Linked DNA regions of Macaca mulatta: region 2 is linked to region 1. The links are chromatin contacts, called in public Hi-C maps. All regions are on one chromosome and are shown on one strand. Each heading gives the region's core, a stretch centred on a gene start, on an enhancer-like site or on the middle of the called end of the contact. The rest is flanking DNA. Distances are from core to core; before and after follow the strand shown. Region 1 holds the start of SSR3 (signal sequence receptor subunit 3). Region 2 has its middle 80 kb from the start of CCNL1.

Region 1 (7,941 bases), core at 3,893-6,392:
TTAGCTTAACATAAAAATATACACACACACCCCAACTATCAAGGTGTTAGGACACAGGAATAAACTACTGCATTTTCAAAAGAGTTGGTTATCACTATGTGTCTTTAGGACGAACAGTCAACCGATTATCCACATGACAAATCCTCATGAAGACATTACACCAGATAACTAAGCAATTTCTCTTCTAGGTCTAGAATTTTATCCTCACCTACCAGGGGCATAACAACCACACTGCAGGTTTACTGCAACTTAAGAGGAAGCCCTCCCCTCTGTCTTAGAGCTCTCAGAAAATAAACCTCACTTGGTGCTGAATACTGTAAAACAAAACAGAAGTCACGCTAGTGACCTAGCACTCAGTCAACTGGGATAACCCATAAAATCAATTGTATTTTTCTTCCTTTACTCTTTCACATCAGTATGTCAGAACACTTCCAAAATTAAAGATAAAAAAAGACACTACCTGATTTCTTAAAATAAAAACATCTTTGCAAACATCGTTTAGATTATGCCACCTTAAAAAACAAAAACAACTTCTAAGGGCTCTCTTAGTCCCAACCTCTTCAACCCTGCACATAAACATTTATTATGTGCCAGACTGTATGCTTAACATGTCACATGTATGATCATAATGAATCCTCACCACCCTCTGAGATTCCATTAGCATCCCCAATTTATAGCTGAGGAATCTGAAGTCTACATAGGGAAAACTATGCCCACGGCCATACATTTAAGAGTGGCAGAGCTGGCACTGGAACCCAGACTGTCAACTCTGAAGCCATCTTCTTTCTACAGCCAACATCTACCCACACTCAGTATCTTGTGGGATCTTTGAACCTTAACCATCTTGCAAATCTGTAGGAGTTTCAAAGTCAGTAGCATATTTAATATAAAGCCAAAACTATGACTAAAAAAAAAACCTCTACTCTGAGTCTATTAAGTCAGTAAGTCAGTGAAATTTTACTGAACTAAATGTACCATTAACTGCTTTAAGGGGTATAAAATAAGATATGGCGGGTGTCTTCAAGAAGCCTAAAGTAGAAATGAGAAGGTAAAAAGAACATGACTTTGATTCTAAAGAGATGAATGAAAAATGATATGAAGAACAAGTAAAAAACGTAAGTCTCAAAGGGACTGAGTTCCAAGAGTATTACAAAGAATGGGTCATACAAGATGCCCACTTGCGAGGGCTTCCCGATGCACAAATGGCCACGCCTCACAAGAAACAGTCCCATACAGTGGAGGCCAACATGAGTTGAATCCTGGAATGGCAGTTGGTTGAGGGGCTGCCAAGCAGAAAGATAACAAAGATAACCCAATTTCTCTGCTGGTCCATCAGAACGGCTGCCCCGAAACCTGAGCTCCTTTGTGTCCAGAACAATAGGAAGGAAACTGTGAAGGCCACTTCAGCCGCTGAGGCCATTCTGGGCCATTTCTTAAAATAAATCCCTGTTAACTGAGATCATCTCAACATGTTTCTATTCCTCATTCTCCGAAAGAGTCTAACACTGGGACAACAAAGCAAAGAAATGATCAAAGTCAGGAAGGGTTTCTCTGGAAAAGATTCCTAGGTCTCAAAATAAAACACAGGTAAGAATGGAAAGGAAGTAAGTTAATCCTAAATGGGGGAGGGCACAAGACATGGTCAAAGGATGATGTGAGGGCGAGGCAGAAGAGTTAAAGCCTAATTCTGAAAGATGAGGCCAGACTCATAGGAAGGAAGCAGATGACTTGCATTCCAGAGGTCTAGAATTTAATACATGTTAAAAAAAAGAGGCCATGGCTGGACGTGGCAGCTCACACCTGTAATCCTAGCACTTTGGGAGACCGCGGCAGATGGATCACTTGAGCCCTCAGAAGTTCAGGACCAGCCTGGGCAACATGGTAAAACTCCATCTCTACAAAACATACAAAAATTAGCCAGGCGGGGTAGTAGTGCGTGCCTGTAGTCCCAGCTATTTGGGAGGCTGATGTGAGAGGATCGCTTGATCCCAGGAGGCAGAGGTTGCAGTAAGCCAAGATTGGGCCACTGCACTCCAGCCTGGGCAATAGAGTGAGACTCTTGTCTCAAAAAAAAAAAACAAGGGAAATACCTGCACTTCATATGGATGCTCTAAGGATTACATAGGGTAATGTGCTTTATATAGTACATGGCAGGGTGGGCCATAAACTTGTTTTAAAAGACCAGATGGAGGCTGTTACAGCAATATGAGTATAAACAGTGTCCAAACTAGAGTGAGAACTACGGATGAAAAGATAATGCACATACAAAGTATGTCCACACTTCAAGTCTCAGTGAAATTCCAATTGCCTTTAAGAAATTACTTCCAAAGCAATATGGCACCTAGATGGCCCCATGAAGGAAGGAGGGAAATAATCCTGCTATCCCTACCCAAGTATCACAGTGTACATGAAAGCAACATCAAAGGGCGTCAATTAAACAATAATTTATACCACTTCCAATGAGACAATGAGGACCATGACACTGAGAAATAATAAATGTTACCATCTTTCCTAAGTCTAGATGCTCCTGCATTTTAACCTCTATGAAACTAGAATATTTAATTGCTTATAATTAATGTTTAAATTTATGGTGGTGAGGCTTGAGTTTTCTTCTCTAAAAGCTGTATTTTACAACATGTGTGATCTTAGAATATGTTAATCCTTTACATTTTATACACTTGTATGAAAACAAATGTAATTAGCATTGAAAATGACAGAGAGTTTAATTTTTAAAAAAAGTAATAAAACAAAAAGACCAGCCTGGTCAACGTGGCCTGTCTCGACAAAAAAATTAGCTGGGCATGGTGGCCTGCACCTGTAGTCCCAGCTACTTGGGAGGCTGAGGTGGGAGGATCGCTTGAGCCTGGGAAGGTTGAGGCTGCAGTGAGCCATGATCATGCCACTGCACTGCAGCCTGGGCAACAGAGCTAGACCTTATCTCAAAAAATAATAATGCAGCACTTTGGGAGGCTGAGACGGGGGAATCACTAGGTCAGGAGATCGAGACCATCCTTGGCTAACATGGTGAAACCCCGTCTCTACTAAAAAATACAAAAACTAGCCGGGCGAGGTGGCGGCTGTAGTCCCAGCTACTCGGGAGGCTGAGGCAGGAGAATGGCGTAAACCCGGGAGGCAGAGCTTGCAGTGAGCTGAGATCCGGCCACTGCACTCCAGCCTGGGCGACACAGCGAGATGCAGTCTCAAAAATAATAATAATAATAATAATAATAATAATAATGACAAAAAGATCATTTCTTTAACTTCCAAAAACAATACGTGAAGAGCCCAGAACAATTCTCTCCATAAAGAATTACATTTAGCTTTTGAAATGTTAATTTACTTGGTGGGTTTGTTTCTCCGATGAACCTCCTATTAAGGCTTGGGCTTAGGTGTTCTAATTCCACCCTCAAAATCTTCTGTAGCCATGTCAGAATGATTGTCTCCACTTCAGTTAGTTAATAATTCTTCCTAGCATCAATGTTCCTTTCCCCCAAAATATATATATTAATACATAGATATCTCAAATTAATGCTTATTAAAACCAACACACACAAACGATCTCTAAGAAGACATAAAAATACAACACGTAGTACGTACTTTCACTTGAAAAACATACTTACTTGTGCTTGAGAACAAATTTCACATTCTTGTATGCAAAGGCTACCAAATATGTGCTTACTAGGGTCATCACACTATACAAAACAGCAGACTGAATAAGATCCATATGCCATATTCTCCAGTATAACCCTGAATTAAAATAAAAGGGGGAAAGTACAAAAAGAAACAAAACATTACAACCCCATAACAAAAGCCTGCGAAATTATTTAAAGCTAAGCCTGGTAAAATACCAGGTTATTAGTTATGCAATCAATACAGTATCTGAGGATCTTCAGAAGTGAGATAACCAGTTAACAGTATAGTCTCAAGCCTTCCAGTTCAGAACATTTGAAAAACATCACCTTCCTATTACTAGTTCAGATGAGATTTCTGCTTCTAAAATGAGAACAAACTCTGGCTCAACGTAATCACAAGTCAGACTTCGAATTTCATTCATCAGGGTACTAGCATGCTAAATACAGGCCATTCCAAAATGCCACGTGCAGTCCCAAACCATAGTTTCCTTGCTGACGTGGCTGTTATCAGAAATCCAAGCAGTGCTGTCAAATGAGTGAGCCATAATATGGCTTCACATCACGTTTATTGCACGCTGGGTTGTATAAGGACAAAAGAGAAAAATACATTTGGTTTTAAATGCCCCAACAACAGTGCAGCAAAAGACAAGAGTTCTGGAACCTTGAGCTCTACTAAAAACAACATTGTGCAAGTCTGCACTTTCCCAACCCAGTGAGAATTCTAGAATTGGTACAGTGGGATTATTTAAAAAGTCTAAACAAGGTAGATCCCCAACCCCTGGCACTTCAATTTCTCTCTTTCTGCAAAAACCAGGAAAATTATGCAGTGGTGTAAAGTAGCTCACGTAAAGATGCACTTCTAATTCAGTGGGTTACTTCATGGGTCTCTCACCTAATTAATTTATACAAAATAAGTAATAACGTAAGTTTAAAATTTCGTAACGGCAAGCAACAGTTGTATGGAAAAGAGCAGCAGGCAGTATGCTTGAGTGTGTTTAAATACAGATTCGGGGCCGCCACCCCAGAACTAGTTAACCACCTTCTCCGGGGGTAGAGCTCGGGAACGTGCGTACTTTTAACAAGTGACCTCCCGGAGTGCTTTAACAGGAGAATCCCAGGCGACAACGCCGTGCCAAAAGAAGAGGCTCTGTGCCTCCCCGAGCTCAGGGGACCTGGAGAGATCGCAGACCCCCGGCCGGCACCCGCGCCTGGCCTGCTCGCTGGGTCCTGCCACGTCCCCGCCCAGCCCGACCCGCCCGCGGCCTCCCAAACCAGCCTCGCTCCCAGCACTCACAGATGGGGATGGCGGACACGATGAACGCGTTCCCGAAGAAGAGCGCGGAGGACTTGGCCGAGAGATTGCGGCTGAAATCCTGCAGGAGCAGGTCCTCCTCGGACTGCTGTTTGGAGCTGCCTTTGGGAGCCATGGCGGAGCAGGAGGCGAGAACTTGGAAGGTAGAGCCGGCCGCCAAGGCGGGCAAAGGCCCCTGACTCCGCCCCTGCGGCCGCCGTATCCGCTAACGACCCGTCAGCGCGGCGCGCGGAGGCGGGACCCGGCTTGGCGGAGAGCAAGCTTCCCCAGGAATGGCCAACCTGGCGCCGCTAGCTAGGATTCCGGGCGTGATTGGGCGAGCGGACCAGACTTCCGGATTCCTGGAAAGCCACGTGACCCGTCCACCTCGAGGAGAGAGAAGGGATTTGTAGTTTAGTGGGTGCTTTAAAAAAAAATTGACAAAACTTTATTTATATTCCACTTCAGAGCTGATGACAGGGTCATGAGTTCTCAGTTCTTCAGAATTCCAAAATTAAAAGCTCTTCTGGCCCCACGCCATTAGTGCCCTCTGTACGTACCCAGGACTGAGTACATTGAAGGAGAAAGAAGAGAAAGGTATAGCTAACTCATGTAAAATCCCTTCTCCTTTACACATCCTTTATTTCACCAAATACCTTGAAGAATCTTATGACGTGCGCGTCATTACCGCCACTGAAGATGAAGAGCCTGAGGGTGGTAGATCTGCGGTGTGGCTCTCCAAGGTGTGGGCTCTTTTCACTAAACAGTAGGCCACCTCTGTAGGAAGAAAATGGGACTCTTGTTTTTGAGAAACTCATGATCTTACTGATGAAGGTAATATTTAATATATGTCTGATACACTTACAAGTTACTTACTATTTTATTTCAAATAAACGTATAGAGTTTTGTGGCTTCCAAAGCCATGCTAAATAAAACATAATACTAAGAACAGGTTGGCTAGGCAGGACTCCTTCTCTGAAGCTCAGAAAGATTTAAGTATGCCTATTAAAACAGCTGGATTCCATTTTTAACTCAACACATTATCTTTTATTCAAAAAAAAAAAAAAAATTCCACCACATCACTCCCAGCAAATGCTGCTTTTCATTACTGAGAACACGCCAGTGCATTAGGCACAACTTCCTCAACCTCCAGCCTCCTTATCAACAGTTTTGTAGATACCTTTCTTCCTCACAGTATTCAAATTGTAATCTACCTCCACAGCTTCCTATTACTAGTCCTAATTGAGCTTTTGTCTTCAATATTTTCCAATCTATTCTCTATACAGGTACCAGAGTGAGTTTTCCTGAAATATAAATCCTTCCATTATCTACTGCAAGTATTCCTTAATGCCAGAAATTTTCATTAATTCACCACAAAATGAAAAAGAAAACAGACCATCTATTGAATTTTTCAGAAAATCAAAAGTATTCATTTTAAAATATCTGGGTTTATGTCTTTTTTGATGTTAAAAATGCTCCTTATTACATGGTAGTGATAGAAAAAGAAAGTATTATTTTTCTCTTACAACATACTCCTCCCCCAGTTTTTCCTATCTCAGTTGCATTCTTTTAAACCCATTTGCTCTGGTTAAAATGGTGGGTTTCAACACTAATTATTTTTTTCCTTCTCCATCTGTGACCAATTCATAAATAAAACTTTTTGGATCTGTCTCTATAACTAGATTTTCTTTTGCCTATTTATAAACAAACAAAGGATATAAAAAGAAGATAAAAGATAAAAATCAGAGGCTGGGCACAGTGGCTCATGCCTGTAATTCCAGCACTTTGGGCGACCAAGGTGGATGGATCACAAGGTCAAGAGATCGAGACCATCCTGGCCAACATGGTGAAACCTCGTCTCTACTAAAAATACGAAAATTAGCCTGTCATGGTGGTACACACCTGTAGTCCCCAGGTACTCAGGAGGCTGAGGCAGGAGAATCACTTGAACCCGGGAGACGGAGGTTGCAGTGAGCCAAGATCGCACCGCTATACTCCGACTCCAGCCTGGCAACAGAGCAAGACTCCATCAAAAAAAAAAAAAAAAAAAAAAACTCACAAAACTAAAAGATCCAAAGAGACAACAATCATCTTTCTTTTAAAAGAAGAAAAGAAGAAACAATAATTATGAGATTAAAAAGAATTATGCCTGAGAAAAATATTTTAACAACTAAAATAGGAAAGATAAAAGTTTGAAATGTTGAGTGGATATAAATGTTACAATTGATATAATAAAAGAACTAATAGAAAAAAATTAATACATTTTTTAAAGCTACAGATAACTATAAACAGAAGATAATCTAAAATAGGAGTTTTAAATTACTTTCATGGGGGGTAAATTAGAGAAATATGATAGGGAATAATACTTATGATATAACATTTTTGGTAATGGCAACAATTACAGTTATGAAGGTAGCACGCTTGGAGTACTGAAGCAGTGTTTTCTTGCACCAGAGCTACCTAGTTCCCTTTGAAAAGCAAGCAGCAAGACCTAAGGATCACTTGTATGTGGCATATATAGCTGTGGCACACTGGACAAGCAGGGTATACAATGTGCTAAGAAACAGAAAGAGAAGTGGGTAATAAATTCTACCCAAGCAAAGATCTACAATATATTTTACCCATTTCAACACAGCTTAACTCTAAAGGAATCAAATGCACTTGATTCCATACCAGTCTGTGTCTAATCTATGAATTTCAGGCTTAACATTTCTATTATATCACTTTGTTCTTTCCAGATTGGGGGAAAAACCCAAGCAATAATATTTATTGCTGTCAGGTATATGGTAAGAGATTACTGATGACTTTGTGAAAGAAAATCTAGCATGCTAAAAATTAACATATTTTTCTGTGTCAGACACTGCAAGTTGCCTAGCCAATATAGAAAGCCGCTGCTAGCTTTTCACTAGGACCTTCAAAGAATAACAAATGGATCATCCAGGGCTACTGTGGGGAGGGAAAAAAAAAAAAAAAAGAAAAATCTCCTCTGTTTTAAAGCCTACTTGAAATGCAAATCTC
Region 2 (7,941 bases), core at 4,019-6,518, 530 kb after region 1:
TGGTTGGTTGACACAAAACCAGGTCCAGCCAATGCATTTCCACATCCTGAGGATCTGCTCCCAGCCCAACAGAGATGTGCTCTGGCCAGGACCCAAAAGATGGGCAGGGCTCAAAAGACAGCATCAGGCATCCTGACAGCATAGAAAACGAGATGGCTTTTCACTTTCCTTGGCTGAAGACAGAGACTACAATGTTCCTTTCTTTTCCCTGCCTCTCTATTGGGAGAAATACGAACTTTCCAAAGGCATTCACCATCCATTTAGCAGAAACATCTGTCAGCTTTAGCTACAATCAAACAGAAAACATCTCCAGAGAAGGAATATCCCACAGGGTAAAGCAAGGGACAAACCTAGAGAACACTCGTGACCCGATGCTCTAGCTCAGGGGCAGCAAAAAGGCTGCAGCTCTGTTCAGAAGAAAGCCCTGCCGATCTCCAGGTTCTAGGAGCTTTGCTAAGCAAGCCCAGAATGCAGGAGGTCATTCACCGAGTTAGCAAATGCGAGTGACCAGACTTTGAAATTAAAAAAGAAAAAAAAAAAAACGGCACGTGGGTCAAGCGTGGTGGCTCACTCCTGTAGTTCCAGCACTTTGGGAGGCTGAGGTGGTCAGATCACTTGAGGTCAGGAGTTCGAGACCAGCTTGGCCAACATGGTGAACCCCCATCTCTACTGAAAATACAAAAGAAAAGAAAAATAGAAAAAAATAGCCAGGCCTGGTGGCGTGTGCCTCTAATCCCAGCTACTCGGGAGGCTGAGGCAGGAGAATCTCTTGAATCCAGGAGGCAGAGGTTGCAGTGAGCCACTGTACTCCAGCCTGGGTGAGAGAGTGAGACTCCGTCCAAAATAATAAATAAATAAATAGGGCATGTGATGACAGAGAAGGGTGGTCCTCAAGGGAGGAAGGGCCGGGGGATCTGCAGAACCAGGGCCTGTGCCGGGGAGGCACAGCCGCTTTCAGCCAGACAGCAGCTCCCCCTCAGGGCAGAAGTGCCTGTGCCCATGGCTAGGGAGATGAGCTCCGCACAGAAGCAGAGCACTTTCGTCAGGCTTTCCCACAGCCTGGGAGAACAGCTCCTGAGATCACCCAGCACCCTGTCCTGACTCCACCTCTGCCACAGCTTCTGCAGTTCCTCGGTCATCCTGATCACCGAAGGCCACACTGGAAACGTGTCCACTGGGAACGACCTGCACTCGGCCTCGGGACACCAACATTCACTGAAGCAGACACCGCAAATTATTTCTAAAGATCGTGCACATCTTTAAGCTCTCACTCTTCTCTTAAATCCCAGCTTTTTCTCCGCCCCGCCCTCTACCGGCCACAAAGGTCATCCCCTTGGCAGCAGAGACAGAAAGGGCCAGACATCCGGGCCAGGGCTGGGGCCCCGCTGGCCTGGGGCCCTACGTGCACTCTGGGCCACATTTCATGCTGCTTGCCCACGTTCCAACTCCGGGTGAGGGCTCTGGGGATATGCATTTTAAAGCAATACTGTAATCGTCTGGTGTGCAGCCCAGTGTCTGGTGAGTCCAGTTTTGGTGAATTATTGCTCCCAGTGGCTTACTAATTCACAGGGAAAAGAAAAAAAATCTAGTTCCCAGATCAGCAAAGTGGAGAAGCAGAGTCCTAAACACAGTAGCCTCATGAGGGCGGTGTCCAGGCCCGGGGACAGCAAAGCAGCCCCGCTGGTGCCTCTCCCAGCAAGTCATTGTGTGCCCGTCAGAGCTTCCAGAAAGCTATTCCTAAAACAAGATGGGATTGAGCCACAGAAAGCAGGTCCAACCTAGTGGTAATGGTGAAAAAAATAGCCCTTAAGGGGTGTAAAAGGGCAAAGTGATGAAATGCCGTATAATTTAAATGCATTTGGAAGACTTTCCTCTCCCAACTGTCAGAGCAGAACACCATGCTGGTTTCATTTTTTAAAAAACAAAACAAAAACCTCCAAAGAGAAGAAGAATACCTAGTTATGACCATCATTTCCTTTCCTCCATGGCTTCCCTCTTCCACCTTTATCCCTTAAAGCAGTGGCTCTCAACCAGGGGCTTTGCTCCCCCACCCTACCCTAGGGACTTCTGGCAATTCCTAAAAACAGTGGGGCATGCTACTGGCGTCTATGGGCAGAGACGAGAAATGCTGCGAGATGTCCAGCAACGCTCACGACAGCCCTCACGACAGAATTATCCAACCCAAGATGACAACATGCTGCTGTTGAGAAACCCAGCCTTTAGAAGCAGTCTTCTAATCTTATGTTCTAGGAATAAGAAAATATTATTCTTAGTTTAGCCTGCAGCTAAACAAAATGTATAGGGTAAGATTCACTATGAGGAAGGGGGCAATGGTGACTAAGAACTTCACAAAGTCCTGAACCATTCAACCTTCATTCTGAGAGGATAGGTGATCAGCTTTAGTGATTCACTTCTCTGATTATAAGGATCATCTTCTGAAGTCCATTAAGTGTTTAGTCATGCCCTGTGTTTTTGTCAAGTGGTAGGTAAAGGGAGTTAAGTGGAGCCTCAGTCCCCTAACAGTTTATCATCTAAGATGGGTGACAATGACTAGGCAGAGATATAAAGGTGAGATGAACAAATAACCAAACTACAGAGTAAAGCCAAACCAATTGCAGAAGCTGAGAGCTGAGCATAGTGTGAGGAATGGGGAGGGCAAGTTATCCAGGTGAGTAGGTGGCATTAAAGAGAAGAACTGGGGACAGCATCCATCTGCACCTCCATTTATCCATTTGCTTTCACTAAAATATGTATCACATGCTTCTGGGCATGCAGAGGTACATTTCTCACACTCCAAGCACTCACAATCAAGCCAGTGTGATAAGATTCATACACAAGCAAAACACAAAAATACCATTCTGAGAGGTATAGCAAGTACGTGTCACAGTGCTTAGAGAAAGAACTGATGCCTGCATGTGGTGGAACTGGCATTTGGCTGGGCCTCGGAGTGTGGGGGCTACTGGGGAGCTGAGCCTGCCTGAGAACCTAGGGCAGGGCGGCAGCAGGGGTGTTCGCTGTCCTACAGACAAGAATCTCCAAAAATGGAGTTCTGGCTTAAGGTGTTTGTCCTGGCTTATCTTTTGGCCACTCAACAAAACTTTCTGCGCCTCATTTTCTCTCTTCTTCCCATTTCCAAGCAACAAAACCATGTCTATCTACTCTTATTAAGAACCTCCAAGAGTGGTGGCTCATGCCTGTAATTGCAGCACTTTGGGAGGTTGAGGCTGGAAGATTGCTTCAGGCCAAGAGTTCAAGACCAGCCTGGGCAACATAAGGAAACCCTCGTTTCTAAACAAATAAAAATAAAAATTAGTGGGTGTGGCGGCACGCGCCATAATCCCAGCTGCTCAGGAGCCCAGGAGTTCAAGGCTACAGTGAACCGTGATTGCGCCACTGCACTCCAGCCTGGGTGACAGAGCGAGACTCCATCTCAAAAAAAAAAAAAAGAACCACAGCATACCAAGTGAAGCCTTATGGAGCTTCATGCAAGATGATCAACATGCACCAGGTTCAAGGGAGATGCTAGCAGTTATAGCTCACAGGCTAGCTTGGGTTTTTCTCTTTCACATGCTTCTGGCCTTACCCAGTAACAGCAATTCTGAACACTATCCAAGCAAAATGTCATATGCTTTGAAGATGCACTAGTATTTCAACAGGCTAAACATTTTCCAGAACAAAATCTTTACCAAAGCTGCTAACAAGCAGTCAGATAGACTACCCTGTGAGCGTTCTCCTCCAACAATGAGCCGGCAGACAGGTCAGCAGCCGGACACAGAAAAAGGAGAAGGATCCTAAATAAACACAGTTTAATCAACCGTGAAGAAACCTAACAGTTGACGGAAAGTGCTTTGTTAATGGGAGAAGCAAGGCCCCTGCCCTCAGAGAAAGGCAAGGAAGGTTGAAGGTCACTTCAGCTGACCAGAGGCTGCCATGGCGGCAGCGACATTCCCTGGTGGGAATCTCAACGGAAGACACAAATGCAGACGAGAAGGAAGGGAGAGGAGAAGCCGACAGGTGGACCTTTCCCAAGGACGTGGCAAGCAAATGATCCCTAGAAAGAAGATGAAAATTTAGGTCAATAAGAAGGAAAGACACTGTTTTTAGAACCACTATGATGACTTCAGAGTTGGTTCTCCTTCAGGCTTTTGTCCATCGAGTCTGTTGTGTCTGATTCCAGACTCCTCAGGATATTTGAAAAAAACCAATTTATTTGAATTACATCAATGTCCTTTACTTGCATCTAAAAAATCAAGGTCAAGCTATGCTGATATGTGAAAGAGAATTGAGATGAATGAGGGCTGACTCCCAGTCTCTGCCCCTGTAATTACTTTCTTTGTAAGCCTAAATACCCAATCAGATGGATGCCTTCTCAACACATTTTTTTCATATTTATGAAATACCTTTGAACAATACAATCTGGAAACTCTGGCAATATCTGTGACCAAATATATCCAAGCCTGTTTATGTTTTTAATTGAAGATCAAACAATTTTAGATGAGCGAATCTATGGTATCATAGAAACTGCATATTTTTAGGTAATTCTTGAGAGTATTTTGCAAACTATTAAAGTAACTTGATATCATGCTATATCTTTAAAAGATACTTCTCAGCTGTGAATACTATTGGAATGAAATCAGGGGTAGCATTCAAAAAAGTCTGCAGCATGGAAAGGTTTGCATATGAATTCTGATTCCATTAGAAAACCATTTCTTTTAGGACTGTTTTATCATTCTCTATTGGTTCATGTAATATGATCGGTTTGTTCTTATTCTAATTAAAGATTCAATTTATTAAAGAGTCTTTAACTTCACTAAGGCAAAGTTTAAAAAGCTTCTAATCAGATATTCTTGGTAGGCAGGAGAACTATAACCTTCAAACTCTCTGATGTCGTATGAAGCAGCTCTCATCTCGACACAAAGATTTTCACTTCTGTGATCTGGCCTGGTAAAACATTTATTCCTTTATGCTCAGTCCTAGTTTGTTTTAGATCCGGGCCTCTGGGCCCATTAATTTGTATAGGAGGACAGGTGTGCTGTTTTTCTTCAATCCTTGAGGATATTAGGAAAAACTTTAACGAATAACGGGATCCCATCACCTGACGTTTCTTTGGGGAAAATGACTTTTGAAGGCATGTAGGGATTATCAAGGAAATAATTTTCCTTGTAAATTACATGTTTGTACATAAGAGGAGTGTTGAGCAGGATATCAAGAGGCAGCGGTCACTCATGTCACTATATTCAAAGTTAGTTAAACACGGAAACCAACTCACATTTCCCCAATTTAGCATTTCATTTTAAAAAGTTGCTGAATTCAGGTACATCTCGATTGCTCAGGGTAATAAAGGAGACATTAGGCGTGGATAACAAGACCACAAATGGTGAGTAAAGTAAGACACCAGGGATCATTTCTTTCCTGTTTATTAACATTCACTCCAGGCTGTATACTTTGGTTACCATGGTCACGTGGTGTCTGATGTCACAGGCCAAACCATATAAAATCACAGAGGCCACAACAGGCAGGAGGAGCGGCCTGGCCTTTTCTGAGTCAGGCAGCCCAGCCTGTGGGATGCCAGGCTGGGTGTGCTGGGCCTGACCAGCCGCCCGCTTTCCTCTTCTCCTGCCTCTGCCTGCCCCCTGGTGGACAGTTTGGGTAAAGCAAGGGAGTGCGCCTTTGGGGTCTCAGTGGGGCTGAAATAGGACTCCTCCCCCTAAGACAGCCTGCCTCCCCCAGCCTTGTTCTCCAGCAAAGTCAATTTCCTGGAGAATCGAGGCTCTGCCTCAGATGTTCAGAGCCTCCTTAGGATAAACACCTCCATTCCAATTCCTGGGGCCTTGATCAACCTGTGCCTCCCTTGATCCCCAACTTGAGGGCACCTTCCCTTGAGCAGTGCCCTCATGAGGTACACCTTTTCCAGGAAACAAAAATCATTCCTTCTTTGGGTCCTGCAGGCTGTAAAGAACCAATACAGTACTGTGCTATAGAACATGTTGCCACTGCAGAAGCCCCTTGTGTTTCCAAGAGTACATGTCTATAGCCATTCGCTTATTCATCAGAAAACAACTAGAAGCCAGGCCCTGTGCTGGGCCCTGGAGACATGGAAGAAACCGGGCTGAGGCTCCCGCCTTGAAGAGCTCGTGGCCCAGGGAAGGGACAGTTCATCTGTCATTGATTGCCACGTGACAGTGTCTATGATGCTAAAAAGATGTCAGTGCTGTGCTGCAGGAGCAAAGGCCATGGAGGAAGAGGCTTTGAGTTTGTTGCGAGTTCTTGCCAGAGCGAGGCAAAGCCAGTCACTGCTTCGTTCAGATGACTCAGGTAAATAAATGAGGCCGCACAGGCTGTCCTGACACCACACACCTCTAGAATACCCTGGCTGTGCTGGGAGCTATTGGTGTCAGCTGAGTATTTTCATCCCTGTCCAAGTCACAATGATCTGACTGTACCAGCCTGTGTGGATGTTGCTAAGAGGAGGCAGACAGCACCATGAGCTCCCTTAGATGACGATCGGCATGATGTTCCTGCTGTGGCAGCACTCAGCTCTTGCCAATGTTCTGCTCTGCTTTGCTCACTTTAAGCCTCCCTTATTTTTTTTTGATGCCAGTTTCCCCATTGCTGATTCACAGATATGCAAGACTCGGGCAGAAAAAAAAAAGGTAATTATCTCAAATGACTCAGGCGCCCTCCTTGACTCTGGGATCTCTGTACAGACTTGCATTTTAAAAGCTGAGGGTAATGATGTTGTCATTTGTGCAGGAAAGGCTGGAAGAAAAACACATTAGTGTTCTTCTAAACTCCTGACTTTTGGAAAAAATTAGCATAGAGAGGATGGATGCTCAGCCATGGCCTGACAGTCAAATACCTAATCCAGAGGTGAAGGCACCTGCACAGAGTCCCATGCACTGGCGAGCTTCCTGGGGACAAGGGCAGTGCCTTGATCACCTCTCTCCCTTGTGCAGTAAATGTTTGTTGGATGAATGGTCGTCAACTCTAGCTAGTACTGTCAGTCCTCCCTGAGCCCTGAAAGAAACAGAAATTAGGAAATAAAAACAATGAGCAGGTCCTGTACTCCTAGATTTAAGATTTGTGAACAAGTAAGGGAAAATTATTTGCCTGCTACAAAACTGCTAAGAGAGATGACAATCAAGGAAGGGTGGGAATCATCTAAGGGAAAGAAGGAAATCAATTATTGCTCCACCAGTGGCTTGCTGAAAAGCTTTCCACACTTGTAGGAAAACAAATTCCCCACCACCAAGAGTAGAGGCCCCAGCAAGGACAGTCACAACAATGGTGGCCGTCAGGCACCCTGTGAAGCAGAGTGGAGCCGCAGGCAGCAAGCAGATCATGCCTGGGATAAAGACTGTGGCGGCTGTGCTAGGGGTGGCAGTAACACAGGGAGACTCTCAGTAAGGGGACCTGAGGTATCATCCGCCCCCAACTCCACCCTTCCTCCCCTCCCCAGAGGAGAGCCAGCATCAGCTCCTGAGGGAGGGAGGGCTAGTGTGGCTTGATGGGGTGGCAGGGGTAGGAGGCACAGCCAAAGGCTCTGGAAATCATCTTGAAATCCTAGGTTTTCCCGGAGGCTGCTGTAGCCTGGGGGAATGGAGTTACATCTAACTGTAAATGTTGTTCACACTCAGTCTAAAGAAAGTCCAACAGTCATTTTAGGATGGTGGTATACTTCAAATTACTTTTCTATGCCCCAGCTTTGGGTTCCATTAAATTCTCATTCTCCCCACGTTTCTGTTTTTCCTCCAGGTACCCTCAAAGAGCACCCATCATTCATTCATTCATTCATTCATTCATTCACTTATTCAACAAATACTGATTGAATCCTGCTCTTTACCAGGTTATACTAGGTACCAAGAATACAGGGTCAGCAAAGACAGGCATGGTAAAGGAGAGGACCTTGATCAAATACCCACACAAATTAACATCATTGCA

Evidence for each region. A called contact is a pair of places that touch in the nucleus more often than the background predicts.
Region 2: a contact with region 1 is called in a Hi-C map of blood, with 4 times the contacts expected there. The contact joins the enhancer-like site here to the promoter of SSR3 in region 1. A contact is called at or near these places in 6 of 14 Hi-C or Micro-C datasets (CD4 T cells, blood, cortical neurons and 3 more).

Annotation. Positions count from the first base shown.
Region 1 is chr2:59,733,589-59,741,529 of T2T-MMU8v2.0, forward strand. It overlaps SSR3 (signal sequence receptor subunit 3), which reads right to left and starts at 5,143. Exons shown (of 5, transcript NM_001266544.1): 1 at 4,927-5,143; 2 at 3,621-3,747. The coding sequence starts at 5,059.
Region 2 is chr2:60,259,878-60,267,818 of T2T-MMU8v2.0, forward strand. No RefSeq gene overlaps it. Among named protein-coding and RNA genes, the nearest start is that of CCNL1, 80 kb to the right of the region's middle. Within about 2 kb of position 5,269, at least 17 of the 40 cell types and tissues checked have an H3K27ac peak or open chromatin away from gene starts, as enhancers often do. A contact at or near this core is called in blood and cortical neurons, where this site is marked.